Regions from separate parts of the Mus musculus genome. Here region 2 is linked to region 1. The links are chromatin contacts, called in public promoter capture Hi-C maps. All regions are on one chromosome and are shown on one strand. Each heading gives the region's core, a stretch centred on a gene start, on an enhancer-like site or on the middle of the called end of the contact. The rest is flanking DNA. Distances are from core to core; before and after follow the strand shown. Region 1 holds the start of Cenpk (centromere protein K). Region 2 overlaps Kif2a (kinesin family member 2A).

What was found. Promoter capture Hi-C pulls out the DNA fragments that hold promoters and counts their contacts.
Region 2: a contact with region 1 is called in a promoter capture Hi-C map of pre-B cells, with 8 times the contacts expected there. The contact joins the enhancer-like site here to the promoter of Cenpk in region 1. A contact is called at or near these places in 7 of 39 promoter capture datasets (cranial neural crest, hematopoietic stem and progenitor cells, hippocampal neurons and 3 more), 1 of 484 Hi-C or Micro-C datasets (B cells) and 3 of 115 datasets of contacts at active chromatin or transcription factors (astrocytes, bone marrow-derived macrophages and large pre-B cells).

Annotation. Positions count from the first base shown.
Region 1 is chr13:104,226,751-104,232,295 of GRCm38.p6, forward strand. It overlaps Cenpk (centromere protein K), which reads left to right and starts at 2,216. Exons shown (of 10, transcript NM_001377093.1): 1 at 2,216-2,252; 2 at 3,979-4,129. The coding sequence starts at 4,013. Ppwd1 (peptidylprolyl isomerase domain and WD repeat containing 1) reads right to left here and starts at 2,094. Exons shown (of 11, transcript NM_172807.4): 1 at 1,856-2,094. The coding sequence starts at 2,051.
Region 2 is chr13:106,996,729-107,002,273 of GRCm38.p6, forward strand. All of the region lies in intron 1 of Kif2a (kinesin family member 2A), which reads right to left. Among named protein-coding and RNA genes, the nearest start is that of Kif2a, 23 kb to the right of the region's middle. Within about 2 kb of position 2,138, at least 101 of the 459 cell types and tissues checked have an H3K27ac peak or open chromatin away from gene starts, as enhancers often do. A contact at or near this core is called in bone marrow-derived macrophages, hematopoietic stem and progenitor cells and pre-B cells, where this site is marked.

The DNA.
Region 1 (5,545 bases), core at 966-3,465:
TTTTCTGTAGTGAATATTTTCCTATATTCCAGATTGCTTTTGTTGTTCACTAATTCATTTAAATATATTCAAGGGAACATGCACAGAAAGAAGAGAAAGACATAATTATTTTCCTTAGGAAATAGTTTATTTTAAGACAGGCAAGATGGCTCCGAGTAACAATGCTTGCCTCTGGCAACCTGAGTTCAATCTTTGGAATCCACACAAAGGTGGATGTAGAGAACCAACTCTACAAGGTGACATTGTCCTCTGCCCTCCACTCTTGTACTAAGTATAAGCGTTCCCACCTCTCTGGTCCCACCAACACATAATATACCTGACACCCACATAGTATACATGCCTGCAAAACACCCTTACACATAAAATAATAGTAATAATAATAATAAATGTTTAAAAAATAGCTTAACTCAAAGTACTATAAAACAACCATATATCATTGTGAACATATACACACAAAAGTCTAATCTTGCCTACATTTCCAAAAATTTTAAATCACTAAGCACCTGTCATCCTCCCTCAAACTCAAACTCCATTGGTTGGCTTAAAAAAAAAATCTGGCTAAGGGAAAAGATTTTTCACATGATATACCTATTCCTGTCCCAACTCTATTGTTCATAAGACACTTGTTTCCTATGTCAGCATTTCAAAGTTTGGTTTTTCTTTTTCATTTTGTTTCGTTTTCCTTCCTAAATTATCCTTCCATTCTTTCCACCTAAGCAGTTCTTGTAGTAATATTTAGGTGAAATAATAACAGCACAAATGTTATAAAATATTCATTTAAACTTGTATGCAAAACACTGTATTGAAGTGTTGGAGCCGAAAGTACAAGATCCTTGTTCTTACATGATTAGGCTAGTAGTGTTCAGGAAGTCACATGAGTAAACACACAACTACAAAAAGTAGTAAGTGCCTCGAAGGCAAAAGCAGGATTGGGCAGAAAAAGTAAGGAGCTAACTAAAGGGTGTCACTATCCAATGTTCAAAAAGCACTGACCTAAAACCTAGACCTGTTAAAAAGCTAGCATGGTTAAAGGAGAGAAATGACTCCAGATAGAGACACTTCACAGTATCTGGACAGGAACGTAGAGGAGCCCTTGCTCAAGGACAAGGTAGGGTTTTGAGAATGGACAGAATTGGGAGTCCTGCTTGGGGAAATAAAGAGAGACAAACTGCCTCATAATCCATGTTAAGGTGTTTGGGCTTTGTTCTGAAAATAAAAGATTTTTAAATAGTTCCACAGTCAGAATTGAGATTAACGCGTGAGCGAACGAACACACACACACACACAACCCTAAGACATTTATGAAAAAGTTCCTAGAACAGTCTTTAAAACAGTAAATATTATCTCTTTACCAAACTTTAATATTATAAAATCTTGTTATTATTCACGTTAGTGGCAAAACTTTACTATATTGTCTCGAGTATGGCTTCATATCCAGCTAGCTTAAGCAACTTCCCCTGAGTTTGAAAATTCATTACTAGACGAGTCAGGGTTGAAAGCTTAAGTGTTTATGATTCTGAGAGCTCCTTCCCACACCTGCTCAATCAATATTAGGAATTCCAACTTCACACAGCAGCTATGAGGTCAAAAAAAGCATCCAAACACAGAAATACAGACAAGCACTAGTTTGTATCATCTCTGACAGTCAGGAATCAACGGTGTTCCTTTTTTTTTTTTTTTTTTTAACACGCCATACTAACACCAATTCACTCTTTAGGGAGGAAATGCAGTGAAGATCGTCCGTTCTAAGTGCACAAACCCACAATCTCACTCCCGCCCGTGGGCGTGCTTGAGATCAACCCTCCCACTCGGCCGGAGTAGCCGTCCAGCTTGCTCGCGGGCTCTCCGCTGCTACCTTTCCTCTTCTTGGCAAGGGTTGCCTCCACCGGTAAAGGCCCGACCCAGCGCTCTTCATTCTCATCATCATTTTCTTCGCTCCCCGCCACTGCCAGGGCCGGTTCTCGCTCGCTCAGTTCCGTTTTTTCTGATCCCTCTGGGTCTCGGCGCCTTCTCCTCCTCAGCTGCGAATCGCTCCCACTCTCGGTCGCCATGTCGTCCGAGGCGTTAGAAGAGACGCGACGACCGAGTGAACTAGGTTTCCCCGAGCCGCGGCGCAGCTTTTGTCCGTCAGCTGCCGGAAGCGCTTTTTGATTGGCTGCGGTGGGCGCAGCTGGTCCAATCAGCGAGCAGCGCGCGTAAACAGCGCGGCTTGGCTGTGTTGACGAGAGCGCTGAGGAGGCCGGAGGACTGAAGTGAGTTGAAACCGGCTCTGACTGGCAAAGGCCCCAGTTTTCTGTCAAGGAGGATGGCAGCTCGCGGGTTTGGGGGACCCAGGTACCCCCTAGATCGGACGCTTACGCCTTACGAACTGGAGGTCTCGCGCTTCTCGGCCTCTCGGGCCAATGCTGTTCTAGAACCTACCTGTTTTTTCCCGAAAAAGCCGAGGGGCGGGGTTGGAAGGAACTTTTTGTTAAAAAGAATGAAGTAGATTTCTATCAGCTAAACTATATATTGAAATTACTGTAATTTATAAGGTGGCCTCCCATTTAGAATATTCTTTTTGACTTGGAATGTGTATGTATGTGACGCGAGAAATTCACGAAGGGCCTGCGTGTTACGTTCCCGCGTCTCCACCTGCCTGCTCTATGTTTGACGATTAGCATATAGTCTATGAGCCTTTGCTATTTCTGGATCTTTATATTTCTGTATAGGTCTAGAATTTCCTCATCAAGTGCGACAGAGTTTTTGTCGCCTTTAAGATGTTAATTAAGATAAAAGAGGACAATTTGGGGGGAGTTGACATCTTCGCGTTATTGACACCTTTAACCTAGGAGCATGCTACCGTGTTCTGTCTATTCCAACAACAAAGCTGCATCCTGTACCACTTCTCCGTTGGTAATTTACAGGTTAAGCAATTTAAGACTTAAAAATTCCTTATGAGTAAAAAAATACATTGGGGCGGTGTTTATTCTGATTTACATCTGATGTTGTAAACTACAGGTCCTCTCTACATCCTTAAAATTACCTAACTGTACCTCATGATACACTATCATCTTTACAACAGCCATCTAGTAACCTTGCCCTGGATGACTATATTCATTAATATGCTATCTTTTGTTGTTTTAATTGGGCCACTAGTTAGTAATTTAAAGTGGGCTACTATCCAAAGTTGCTTTATATTCTTTGAGTTTTCTTAAAGACAAAAACAAAAAACAAAAAAAACCAACATTCTGTAACCTTTCCCCCTCTCCTCTTAAAATTTTGTTTGTAAACCTTATAGCCTTTATGTGATAAGCTATTTCTCTGAACCCTGACCCCTTCTGAGATAGGATTTTTCTTTTATGTCCTGACTGTCCTTGAAAGGACAGAGATTCGAATGCCTCTGCTTCTGCTTCCCAAGTGCTGGGATTAAAGGCAGGGGTCACACCACCTGGCTGTATCTGCTCTTAAAATTCAAATTCCTTGATACTTCCTCACAGTGGATCACCTTAGGTTCCATTTCACTTAGTTGGAAGAAGTAATTCAAACACACCTTCCACAAGCTCTTACCAATACATCTCCTCACCTACCTGAATTTTGCACTCTTGTTTTTCTACTGACTCTCCTGTTACAATGGAACTTTTTAAAATTTAAATCCATTCTTCATTAGGTGGACACTTAGTTGATTACATATCTGGGCTATTGTGAATGGTGCTATAGTAAACAAGATTGTAAACATCTTTTTAACATGCTAGTTTCCTTTGGATATATATCTAATAGTGGAATTACTGGATCCTGTGGTAGTTCTGTTTCTAATTTTTGCTAACATCCATACTCTTTTTTTTTTTTTAATAATGGCTATATGAAAATATTCCCTCCAACAGGTGCGTGTTCATGTTTCTCTTTTGATAAAAAGGACTTTTTGTTTTTTTAGTCACTCCTACATTCAGCAGATAGTTGTTTAATGCATGTGTCTTTTTTTTTTTTTTTTAACGTTAGTAGTTGCAGTAAGGTGAAGAAAACTATAAAGGATATGTCAGAGAATAAACAAGAAGTACATCCAGATACTATTACAGATGTGGAAGCTGTTATAGATACAGAGGAAGAACTTATTAAAGAATGTGAAGAAATGTGGAAAGACATGGAAGATGTAAGTTTCAACAGATAAAAGTGATATATTAATATAATTTTACATAATTGACTTAGGAAAGAAACCGTGTTAGTTTCCGCATAACTATTTTTTTTATAAATTATTTGTATAGATTTTATACCTAAAAGCATTCTTTTAAAAATTTTTATACTTGATAAGCTATAGAAAGAGAAAAAAAATAATGGTAGTTTTGGTTCTCAGGGAGATTTTTTTTGCTTATAGAGGTCATTCATAATATTGTATATAATGCACCATTAAGGGTATTATGGTAGAATGCAAAAAACTATACTTAGGAGAAATGTGTAAGGCATTATGAAGGAGTCAAGGTTACCTTTCTACAAGAAGTAAATGGATAATTAAGAGCCTGTGAAATTAGGACAAGACAAAAATGGAAAAGTCCGAATGTATAGTTTAAAGAGGTTAGAGAAATCTTGGTAAGATTTTATGGAAAAATATATACTAGGAAAAGGAAATCTTGTGAACTGAGACTGTAGAGAATTAGCTTGGAATAAGAACATGGATTTTGTGGAGTGGGTTCAATGGGAGATCATTAAAAGGTTGAAATTCACTGTGAAATGATTGGCTACATGAAAACAACCATTTTGTTGTGTTTTAAGACAAGAGTACAGAAACAGGATGCTTTAAGAGAATCTCGTAGTCATCCTGGTAAGGCCTGATGAAGGCCTGAATGCTGTCATTGCAAGAGTGAATTCAATAGATTCTAAGAAGGTTGGAACTAAAGGACACAAAAGTTAATAAATGCCAGATTAGAGGAAATCATGAATCATTTTAGTACCTGTTTGGGACAGTAGATGTTGACTGAATTAGTATCCAAATTAGAGAATATAGCTGTAGAAATAATACATAATTAAGAGTTATGAGTGAAACAAATATAGAAATTAAAATGTTGACCTTGAAATTATGAACTTTTTTTTTTTTAGTGAGATAGAGGCACTTGATACACTATGCTATTTTGGTAAATTTTTTTTCTTTAACATATGATATAAATCACAGACACAAGTAATATCCTACTTCAGTAAAGCAAGAGGGGTGAATGAATTTTTTATGAATATAGAGAGCATCCTGCTCTTTTCACTAAACTTTATGAGTATGAACAATGAATAACATATTTTACAAAATTATTTTGTCAAAAATCCTTGGTGCTTTATGCCACTACTATATTTACTAAATAATTCTTATAATTCTTTTTTTGTTGTTTTCCACTATAGAAAATTGCATTTTACAAAATATCTTTAAATTTTACAGAAAATTACTACAATAAGATATGAGGACAGATAAGACTTAAGCTCCTCATATTTTAACGTATCAGACAACCATTAACATTGTTTGGTATTAAAGTCAGGCAAATAATATTTCTTTGAGGCATATCATGTTAACTACTTATTTGTTTTGTTA
Region 2 (5,545 bases), core at 888-3,387, 2.8 Mb after region 1:
AATTTATTGACGACTTACAGTCTGCAGTCCAATTCCCAACAATGGTTCAGTAGTAGCTGTGAATGGAAGTCCAAGGATCTAGCAGTTACTCAGTCCCACAAGGCAAGCATGCGATGACCTTGAACTCGAAGATCTCCCTGTCTTAATCTTCTGGAATCCAAAGCCTCTATGCCTCAAGATCTCCATACCAAGATCCAGATCAGAAACTTCTATCTCCCAGCCTCCAGAATAGGGTCACTGGTGAGCCTTCCAATTCTGGATTGTAGTTCATTCCAAATATAGTCAAGTTGACAACCAGGAATAGCCACTACACCATGTTTCCCATTAAATGTTCAGTACTCAGCCAAAAGATAAGGACTGTGGAGCTTCTGATAAGCTCAGGTCGTCAGTTAACTGTTCTCCTGCAATGGAAGAAGGTCTTCCTTAGTGATGCCAAAGCAGTGTGCCTACTACATCTAACAAGATCATGAAAACAGAAAATGAGTTGAACCAGAAGTGACAATGGAGAATGGTCTCAAGAGTGACATGAGAAGTCATCCTGGGGCAAACCTAGTCGCCATCAGCCTGGGACGATCTATCACTGCTTTATCAAACCTGAGTACAGGCTGACCCAGCAGCTACCCTTGCCCCTACCATCCCTGGCAATCTCATAAAATAATAACCATTAATCATAGTAACAAGTTTTGGGAAAGGTAAGAGACATTGTCAGTGTTCCATCAACAACAAGAAAGGAAACAACCTGGGCCCCAGGAAAGTATGTCTGGATACCAGATACCCTGATGAAAAAACCCCACCCTGATGGGCACAGTGGCCACTCAGAAATCAGAGGCAGGAAGACTACAACTGAGACCTATAGAGCAAGTTCCAGGTTAGTCTGAACTGTATGTATGTAGCAAGAACTTGTCTTAGAGCAAGATAACAAAGAACAACCAGCAGGAAGTGGAGAGGCTATGGTAGGGGCAGAGGAGTATGACTGGGTCTGTAAAATTATGCCATGATGAACACAACTGAAAATGGAATACACATGCCATTAAAAATATTCCTACTGCTTACCATTCCTACTGCACCATTTCCACATCCCAAGTTTTTTTTTTTTTTTTTGGTTTTTCGAGACAGGGTTTCTCTGTATAGCCCTGGCTGTCCTGGAACTCACTTTGTAGACCAGGCTGGCCTCGAACTCAGAAATCCGCCTGCCTCTGCCTTCCAAGTGCTGGGATTAAAGGCGTGCGCCACCACGCCTGGCTCCACATCCCAAGTTTTAAGAGGGGCTTCTACACTAATAACTAGGTGTGATGAAATATAAAGCAAAATATGAAGTATTCATACAATAAATCACAGTGGCAAAGTCTTGAACCTCTAGAAACAGCCTACACTGATTGGCAATAAAGAGAAAATAAAGAAAATCAAGAACACCCAGCATGAGCTGGTTTCAAGTCACTGGGACATCTGAAACCCCAATTGCCAAGGCAGAGATGCAGAAAGCCTTAAAATACTAAACAGCCAGGTGGGGACTAGAGAGATGGCTCTGCACCCATATGGTGGTTTACAACCATCTGGAACTCCCGTTCCAGGGGAGCTAATACCTTTTTCTAGCCTCCAAAGACACCAGGCATGCAAGTTGCCCTCAGACATACATGCAGGCAAAGTACGCATTAAAAAAAAATTTAATGCATAAATCTAGTTTAAAACAAAACAAAACCAACCAGATCCACCAGCTAACACTAAACTCTAGAGAAAGTAAAATGTAGCAAGATGAGGTGATATTTGCTTTTTGCCACATGACCAGATTAACTGGAAACCATGCAATCTGAAGCTTTCATCACTTTTACCAACACATACCTCTAAGAACAAACTTTTTTATAATTATCTCTTTTGTATAAACTTTTTCAGCAGACTGAGATCACTTAAGACAGTTTCTTATGTTTTCTTCAAAAGTATAACACACCCGTTCATATTCATGTCCTAAATCTCTGGGTACTTGGTGTATATGGTAACCAACTTCCTTTCCTGTCCTTATGAAAAACAACTTGTTCAGCACCATTTCCTATAAAGCACTTTCTCGGGCTATCTGCAACACCACTTCCTCATAGTTGAAGCACACAAGCATGACTTGACTTCCTTATCTCTGAATCCAAGGTACACAGTTGTAATGGTTTGTATATGCTCGGGCCAGGGAGTGGCACTGTTAGAAGGTATGGCCCTGTTGGAGTGGGTGCCGCCTTGTTGGAATAGGTGTCACTGTGGGTGTGGACTTTAAGACCCTCATCCTTGCTGCCTGGAAGCCAGTATTCTGCTAGCAGTCTTCAGATGAAGACGTAGAACTCTCAGCTCTGCTTGTACCATGCCTGCCTGGATGCTGTCATGCTCCAGCCTTGATGATAATGGACTGAACCTCTGAACCTGTAAACCAGCCCCAATTAAATGTTGTCCTTACAAGAGTTGCCTTGATCATAGTGTCTCTTCACAGCAGTAAAACCCTAACTAAGACAATTGTCATGAGAGCTTTACTTTACTCTAAAACAGTCTCTCCCACCTAACTGCTCTTAAGAGTTTGTCTTGGCCTTTTTGCTTGCTTGTATAGTTTTCCCATTCCAAAAAGTAAATTAATAGCATCAAACTATTACAGAATCTGGTTGTAAATGAACTGAATATTATTTTGGACATAGGTCAACAATCCTCCTTTCTCACAGCAACTGTATTAAAATTTGATATCAGTTACCCTGGCCTCCTAAAGTCATTTAAAATGCTTTATTACGTTTTATTTGTGTTTATGCATGAAAATCCACACATGCCACAACGCCCATGTGGAGTGAGAGGACAACTTGCAGGAGCCTGTTTTCTGCTTCTACCACGTAGATCTCAGAGATCAAACTCAGCTGTTAGGTGTGGCAGCAGACACCTTTACCCACTGAGGCATCTCAGAAACTCTCAGAATGACTTATAACGGCAGATCTCTTTCCTAGCCTCTGGAATTAAATGGGCTTGGTAGGTGATGGTAGGAAATCAAGAGGTTCAAGGTCATCCTTGGCTATAGCCAAGTTAGAGGTCAAGCCTCTATGTAACACCCAATCTCCAAACAAAACCTAGAATTAAAAAAAAAAAAAAAAGCCACCGGGCATGGTGGCGCACGCCTTTAGTCCCAGCACTCAGGAGGCAGAGGCAGGAGGATTTCTGAGTTCGAAGCCAGCCTGGTCTACAAAGTGAGTTCCAGGACAGCCAGGGCTATACAGAGAAACCCTGACATAGAAACATTTCTTAAATTGTCAATGCACGGCAATTCTTTGGATAGTCTGTTTATGAGTTCTAAAAGTATGATGACGACTAAAGAGATAAAAGTAACAAATAATTGGTATGGATTTCCTAGTGCACAGGAGACGAATACCTTGACTTTTCAGCATTCGATCTCTTGGACTGCTTCCTTTGAGAAAAAAATTCTACAAACTTAGCCAGGAAAAACAAATCTGGAGCAACTTTCAATCAAATCAGTTATTCAATGAACTTAGTTTTAGGTCAGTTTTTACTTAGAAAAGACCTGCATTTAGAGATGTCAAAGCAATTAACTTTGTTTTGTTTTTCAAGACAGGCTTTCCCTGTGTAGTTCTATCTGTTCTGTAGTGCAGGCAAGCCTCAAACTCAAGATATCTGCCTGCCTCTGCTTCCCAAGTGTCAGGATTAAAGGGTGTACCACCAAGCTTGGCAAAGAAATTAACATTTTAAACAAAAGTATACAAAGAAAAGCTGCATCAATATAATCTGCAGATTGTTGGGTGTATGTGCATTCATTTTTAAAGCTAAATGTCAATGATGTCATGTATGCGTGTGTGTTCATTTTTAAGGCTAAATGACAATGGGGTTACTCGGGAGGCATCCACCTTGTTTTTGTCTCTCACTGGGACCTGGGGCTGTTATGCTAGGCCAGCAAGCTCCAAGGATCTGCCTAGCTCTGCCTTCCCAAAGCTGGGATTGCAAGCTTTTTATGTGGAGCTTTCTATGTGGCTGCTGAGGACTTACTTAAGGCTTATACCAACACAGTAATCACTTTAGTAAATGAGCCATCTTGCCAGCTCCTACTCTTTTATTTAATCCCACCCTTACTATATATTCATTGCAAAGAACCTGAATGTACTGTGTCCATCACCACAATGCCAAACTAATTTCTAAACCAAATACAAAAGGGGTTTTCTAATCATACTGTTAACGTTGGCAAGAAATGTCAAAATGAAAATAGAGAATCAAAGTTCAGAAAATTTTCATCTTAGGTACATGAAGCATCCACAAGTATAGTTGAGCTAAACTTATTATCTCCAAAAAAGCAGGAAGCTAAATACTAGTCATTAGGACAGTGGGTGTTGTAGTCTAAATATAAAATGGTCCCCAACCCTAAGGTTGGTGAAACTACTGGTCCGGGGGCCTCTTCCCTTCCCTTCCCCTCCTGCCTCACACCTTGTCTTTAGTTGAGTCCCTTTGCCCCACATCATCCCTCCCTGTCATAATACTGTCTTACAGAAGCAACAAGGCCTGGTGACCATGGACTGAAACTTTCAAACAGTTAACAAAAAAACAAAACAAAACAAACCCATCTTTCATTATCTCAAGTATTTTGTCACAGTGACACAAAGCTGGCTGCCACTCTTTTTCCATCTAAACTTCACGTGAGAGTCCTGAGAGCTGTCTCCACTATGCAATCACAGCACCAGAACTCCAGTAGGGGCATAAAGTACCCAAGTGCAGTTCAGGCCACAACTCTCAAGAGCATAGGCCAAATCCTTGGTGCTGTCTCCTGTGCAAGCTCTGCAGGTGTGCAGACAACATAAGCACAATGATGACTGCGATCACCTAAATTTCAAATGAAAAGCCACTTGAGAGCCCAGGCAGGAAAGGACTCTAAGGAGAGCCTGTGTTGTGTGAGGACAGCACCTACTAGACCTATGGAAGAGGAATCAGTACTATCTAGACCCTCTGAAAAAGTAGGGCTACCAGCAGCATCCAACACCTGAGAAAGCTGCAGGTAACACCAGTAGCACTGAGAGGAGATGGGTCTTATCCTGGTGCTTTGGGAGCTTTGAAAATGGCTTCCTTGTTGATTTGGGACTATTTTCCCTTTGACTTGCCCACCGTTCTGTCTTGCAAGTGAAGAACGTGTTTGATTTACTGGCTCTGAGTTGGAAGGAGTTAAGGCTGTCAGACTACTGAGATGAGATGGGATTACTGTCCTTATGTGTATGTATAAGGGGCAATGAGCAGTCAGGTGAAGAATGCTATGATCTGAATATGGTTTGTCTTCTCACCTCCCAAGCCCATACTGAGGCTTACTTCCTTAGGCAAAGCATTCAGAGGTAGGGGTCTAGTGGAGGGCGTCCGGGCCCCAAGAAGGGATGTGGGGTGCTAATAAATAATCGAATCCCATCTGTAGGAACTCCCCTCCTCACTTAGCTACTGGAACTGATTATTAAGCAAGTTCAGCTTCTGAACTTCCTTGTCCCCACCTTCCCTTCTATTTTCCCTTCATGCATAAAGTAGTATAGCCTAACAGAACCTGGGCAGA